2 separate regions of the Mus musculus genome follow, and region 2 is linked to region 1. A link is a contact called in public HiChIP or PLAC-seq data. All regions are on one chromosome and are shown on one strand. The core of a region is the stretch at or near the end of the contact, and the rest is flanking DNA. Distances in the headings are between cores, read along the strand shown. Region 1 holds the start of Iglon5 (IgLON family member 5). Region 2 holds the start of Klk7 (kallikrein related-peptidase 7 (chymotryptic, stratum corneum)).

Region 1 (2,952 bases), core at 104-2,603:
TAGCTGCTTCCTTTGGGGCTGCTGGGGTCACAATGTTGGGGACTACTGTCCCTGGTGGCATAGCATGACCCTGATTCTGGAATGCTTGATTGGACAAGGCCTGGAGGAAGTGATGTGGAAACACCAGATTAACACTTTCCTGGCTTCCTGGGTACCCACAGCTCAGCTTTCTGCCCATCCCTCTTCCTTCTGTGCCATTTCCTTGACTCTACGCTCCTTGACATGCCCTGCAGGGGAGGCACAGTCCTGAAGCATCCTCAGGGCAGGACTCACTCCTGCTGTTAGAGAGGGTCTCCAGGCCCACGGAACTGGCTGAGACTAGTAACCTTGGGATCCTGCATTAACCCTTCCTGTCCTGTCTTCTCCAGCCCAACCCCCACCCCAAATATTCATTCCATCAAAGACTTTTAAGATCAGAATTCTTAGTCTGGCACCTCAACTTTCTGGCTTTCCAGGACCATCTCCCAGTTAACTGCAAACACCCCAGATGCCGAGAGGAAAACCCGCATAGGGAGTTTCAACCCCTTTCCTGATATTCCTGGGACTGGGGATTTCAGTCTGTGGACAATCTGTCCTCATTGCTTGCTAACCCTGGGAACACATTCCCTCCTCTACCTTCACCTAAAGACGCAGAGCCCAGTCCCCAGGCAAGGACTGCGCAGGGAACCCTCTCCAAAAAACGCTAAGACAAGATCCCCCTCCACAAAACAGGGCATCATTCCAGGCCTGGTACCCCAACTCAGTTTGGAGACACTGCCCAGGTGAGGACTGTCATCCCAACGTCTGAGCCTCTCCCTGACCTAGAGCAGCGGTACATTCTTGCCGCCCCAGGCCGGCAGCAGGTGTCTGAGACCCCCTTGCTAGTGATGGAGCAGCTGACCAGACGAGGACGTGCATCCCTGTGCCCAGCGCGCATCCATGCACCCAAGGACCCCCTGCCCAGCCTAGGACTGCTGCCCAGGTCTCTGGCTCCAGACCTCCGCATCCCCCCGGGGGGAACTCCCTGTTTGCCCCCACCCCGGTCCTGTACCCCTTCCCAGGACCTCAGGGTTCCCCGCCGAGCCCCCCACCCCCGGCGCTGCGGTACCTCGGCTGATGACGGCCAGGCCGGCCAGGGCGGCGGCGGCGAGGAGCCGGAGCCGGGCCCCGGGCGCAGGGGGGGGCATCGCGGCGGCGCGGAGGGGGAGGGGAGGGGGCGGTCGGGGCGCGCGAGCCTGGGGGAGAGGGGGAGGGGGAGGGGAACCCCGCCTGCGGCTGCACCGGCCCGGGGGGCGGCGGGGGCGGGGGGAGGGGGCTGGGGGGGCGCGACGAGGTGGCCGGAGCTGCTGCAGACCCAGGGAGGGGGGGTGGTGCTGACGGGCAGGGAGAACGGCCAATCAGGGCAGGAGGGGGGCCGCGGAGGCGGGGCCGGGGGGGGTTGCTCGTTGGAGGGAGAGGCCTTTGTTACTGTGGCCCTGCCCCTCCTCCGCCCTCCCCCGGGCAACCGGCGTCCTCCTGGTCTCCAGAATCCTGGCCTGAGATGCACTTCATCCAGCTGCCTTCTGCTGAAGGAGCCCAACCCTCCTGCAGACTCCGGCTCTGTCCCTCCTCCCTCGGACCCAAGGTGTACAGACCCCAGAGCCTCCTCCCTTAGTCATAGGAGTCTAGACCAAATCTTCCTCTCTCAGACCCAGGTGCAAGAGCCCCAACCTTCTTCCTCAGACCCAGATGCACAGACCCTAGCCTCCTCCGTCAGACCTTGGGAGTCCAGGAACCAGCCTCCTCCCTTAGACAGGGTCCAATCTCAGTTTCTTCCCTCAGACCCAGAGATCCAACTCCCATACAAACAAATAAATTTACTTAATTTCTTTTTGAAGAGCTAAGTTAGCTAAGAAACAGTGGGGAAATAGTTCCCTTTTCATGTTTTGTGATGGGGGGAGGTCCCCACTCTTTGGACTCAATTCAGCTCGCATAAGTTGTAGGAGAATTCACTGAATCCCTAATTTGAACCCAAGACCTTGCTTGGGCTTCCCAGGCAAGACATATACCCCTTAGCCAGCCCCTATCCCTTCAATGCGGGACTCTAGGCAAATGCTTTACCTCTGAGCACGCCCTCTCACTGGAGGGGAGCCTAGGCAGATGTGCTACTTCTGAGTCACACTCAAGGCTCTCACTGTCGGGGGGTTCTAGGCAGGGACTCTCACTAAGCCACACCCCTAGCTCTTCACTTGGGCATTCTAGGCTGGCAATCTACTGTTGACCTGTAGCCCCAGCCTTAATGAGTCCTTAACGTAGGCAAGTGGAAAACAGGCAAAGGGCAGCGACCGCCAGTGTGTGACAGAATGGCACAGAGCAGGTCAGGTACATAGCACACAGGTCAGTTCTACCCACTCTGCCCCACTGGGCACCACCGCGGACCGTTTCCTGTTCCTTGAAGTATTGCAGGTTTGATGTCTATTAAATACTTTTCTCATTGTGGTGACAACATTTCTGGCACGAGCAACTTAAGAAGCAAGGGTTTGATTTCGGTTGAACATCCTAATCTGGAGAACTGAAATTCAAATCACTCTAAATTCTGAAGCGTTAGATTTTTAAAAATATTTTATTCATTTTGGTGTGGTGTTGCCCACCTGTAATCCCAGCACTGGAGAGGTGGAGGCAGGGAGATCAGGAGTTCAGGTCATCCTTGGCTACACATCAAGTTCAAGGCTAGCCTGGACTAGATCAGATCCTTTCTCAAAGTGTTTCAGGTTCTGATGCATTTTGGGTTTTATATTTTTGGATTTAGAGAAGCTCACGATGTCATAGTGTTTGGATCTTGTCTCTTGACTCTGTGAAGCCACCTCTGGGTGGGTTGAGTGAGAATGGCTCCTTCTTGTCCTGTATTTGAATGCTTGGCCTTCCCTATTTGGGAGGGGTTGGTAGGTGTGGCCATGTTGGAGGAGGTGTGTCACTCAAGGAGGAGTTGGAGGT
Region 2 (2,700 bases), core at 44-2,543, 320 kb after region 1:
GGAACAGTTAGGAGAGGGAGACATGCCATTGCGAGTGTGTCCACTGGCTCAGAAACAACATTGCAACCCCAGAAGGTCACCTCCGTTCATCCACAGTGTGTTGGTCTAACCTACTGCCATGTTCGTCATGGTTCTAAGAAGACTGGTACAGTCTCAGAATTGGCACCCAGGAGGGGGACACCACCAGTCAGGATAAAAAGTGAGCCACCTTTTAAAAGTTTTTTATGAGAGTATCTTTTTATGAGAGTATCTTGTGCAAGCCTACTCACATAGCCAAAGACAACCCTGAATTCCCAACCCTCTTGCCGCCACCTTGGGAGCTGGAATCACAGGTATGTGACACCACATCTACCTACCTGTCTGTGTCTTTCTATGAACATAAGAATCCCCCAGTGAGGGCCTAGGGTTTGACTAGCAGTAGAGCACTCACCTACTATGTGCAAGGTGTTGCGTTTAATCCCAATACTCTCACCACCATAGAAAGGTAGAGTGGAATCTTTTTTTAAAAAAAAGTGAGAAAATGAGACCTGGTGGGGGGGAGGGGACACTATTAGATAATGCTTGATACTTACATCTTTGATATTAGAAAACATAATGTATATGTTTTATGTAAGTGCATTAAACAATATTAAATGTATATGTACATATACATGTATTAAAGTGTATATAAGATATTAAATGTAAAAATGTATTAAAAAATCAATGTATTATATGATGAAAGATCAATATGACCACTGGCGAGACAGCTCAGTGAGAAAAGGTGCTTGCCACCACCAGACCACACATGATGAAAGGAGACAATCAACTCCCCAACTCCACGTGTAAACCATGGCACACATGCATACAGACAATATGTAAATATAACTTACAATTTATTTTTAAAGAACATGAGGACAGAGATGAGACCTATATCCATAAGAGTCCTGCTGGTGTTGAGTGTGGAATCTTTAAAACAAAACAAAACAACAACAACAACAAACAAACAACATTAAGTCTTTTTGGGCTGGGAGTGAGTTCAGCCTCAAAGGCGGTACTGGATGCAGCAGGCAGGATTTCTAACACTTTGGTCCTGGTCACGGTGTGGGGTCTGGGCTACCCTGAGAGAAAGTCAGAGTTAGAAAACAATCCTTGTAAGGCTCCAAACTGAATGCCCCTGTGCTTTCTGCATCTGCTTGAATTCTGCTCCAGGGACCGACTCAATCCTTGACGAGGTGATGCTAGAATGTGTGGGGGCTGGCTTCCACCCGCCCTGCCTGACTGCAGTAAAGAGGGTGGAGGGAAAGATCTGTGATACCAACTGTTGGGGTTGCCTCAGGGATTTCAGATAACCCTATGCTCAAAGCAGAGGGAAGGCACCCAGAGACAGCTCCACCTGTGCCCCAGGGAGCTGGAGGCGGTGCGGGGGCAGGGGAGGTATAAAAGGGCCAGCCCTATAGAAGGCTGGAGACACTGGTCTCCGGATCAAGGACAGAGCCTCGCCAAGTCACTCCCAGGTGAGAGGAACTTTCATCAGGGGGTGTACACAATTCCCCCTGGAGACTGGGGCTCCAGGGTCCTAGACAGGAGGCCATGAGGGGCAAAAGAGGGTAGCTATCCACCCACAAGATAAAAGCAAAGGAGTTTAGGTGCTGCCCTGGGTCAGGGTCTGAAAGAGGAGAGCTGGGGTCTGAATCCTAGGATCTGAGGGAGAAGGCCAGGGTCTGAACCTTTGGATCTAAGAGAGGACAGCTGGAATTGGACTCCAGGGAAGAGAGAGGTGGTCTGGAGTCTAAAACCCCAAGGTCTGCGGGAGGAGGGCTCTAGCTAGATTTCTGAATCCCAGAGAGAGGAGACCTGCGGCTTGGACTCCTGAATCCAAGGATGGGGTAGGGCCCTGTCTTAGTGCCTCGTCTTTCATCATCCTTTGTTCTGGCAACATTTAGCTCTCTCATCTGGCAGTCCCTGAGCCACTGTCGCCGAGATGGGAGTCTGGCTCCTTTCCCTGATAACTGTGCTGCTGTCTTTAGCCCTGGAAACCGCTGGACAAGGTGAGGGCTTGCTCAGTGTCCCCAACAGCCTGAGTCTGAATGCCCTCTCCCAGACAGCTCAAGGCCGGGTGACCTGATCCTGTGACTCTGCGGTCTGGTGCTGTCTTTTCTTGTGTCCTCAATCAGACAGACTCCCTAGAGCCTCTCCAGCAGTCTGTGCCTATTATGGGGGTTTTCTGAGTGGTCCCCAGTCTCTCTCTCCCTAACCCACTCTCACATCCTCCGCATGATCCTCCACCCTATCCTCTGCCTTTTCTCCTGAGCCTTATAGACTCATCTCTGACTGTAAATCCCTGTTTACTGTCTCATTCTCCCCCTGATGCTGGATAAAGGAGAAAGGATTATAGATGGCTACAAATGTAAAGAAGGCTCGCACCCATGGCAGGTGGCTCTGCTCAAAGGCAATCAGCTTCACTGTGGAGGGGTGCTGGTGGACAAATACTGGGTGCTCACAGCAGCCCACTGCAAAATGGGGTAGGTTCTGAAAGGGCAGGGAGGGTAAGTCTCTTTGGGTCTCTGTCTCTGTCCTCACTCTCCTCTCTCTCTGTTCTGTGTTCCCCTCTGTGTGTATTTCTGAGCCCTCTCTTTGGCTCTCTAGATTTTCCTCTGTGTTCTTCTCTTCTTCTCCGTGGGTTTCTGACCAGGCTCTTCCTCTCACTTTCCCTCCCTCCCT

What was found. HiChIP or PLAC-seq counts read pairs in DNA pulled down with a chosen protein or histone mark.
Region 2: an H3K4me3 HiChIP or PLAC-seq map of embryonic stem cells shows a contact between it and region 1, with 16 read pairs. The contact joins the promoter of Klk7 here to the promoter of Iglon5 in region 1. A contact is called at or near these places in 1 of 115 datasets of contacts at active chromatin or transcription factors (embryonic stem cells) and 2 of 9 other capture datasets (adipose tissue and liver).

Annotation. Positions count from the first base shown.
Region 1 is chr7:43,488,858-43,491,809 of GRCm38.p6, forward strand. Iglon5 (IgLON family member 5) reads right to left here and starts at 1,354. Exons shown (of 8, transcript NM_001164518.2): 1 at 1,088-1,354. The coding sequence starts at 1,166.
Region 2 is chr7:43,810,001-43,812,700 of GRCm38.p6, forward strand. It overlaps Klk7 (kallikrein related-peptidase 7 (chymotryptic, stratum corneum)), which reads left to right and starts at 1,294. Exons shown (of 6, transcript NM_011872.3): 1 at 1,294-1,493; 2 at 1,923-2,027; 3 at 2,360-2,501. The coding sequence starts at 1,961.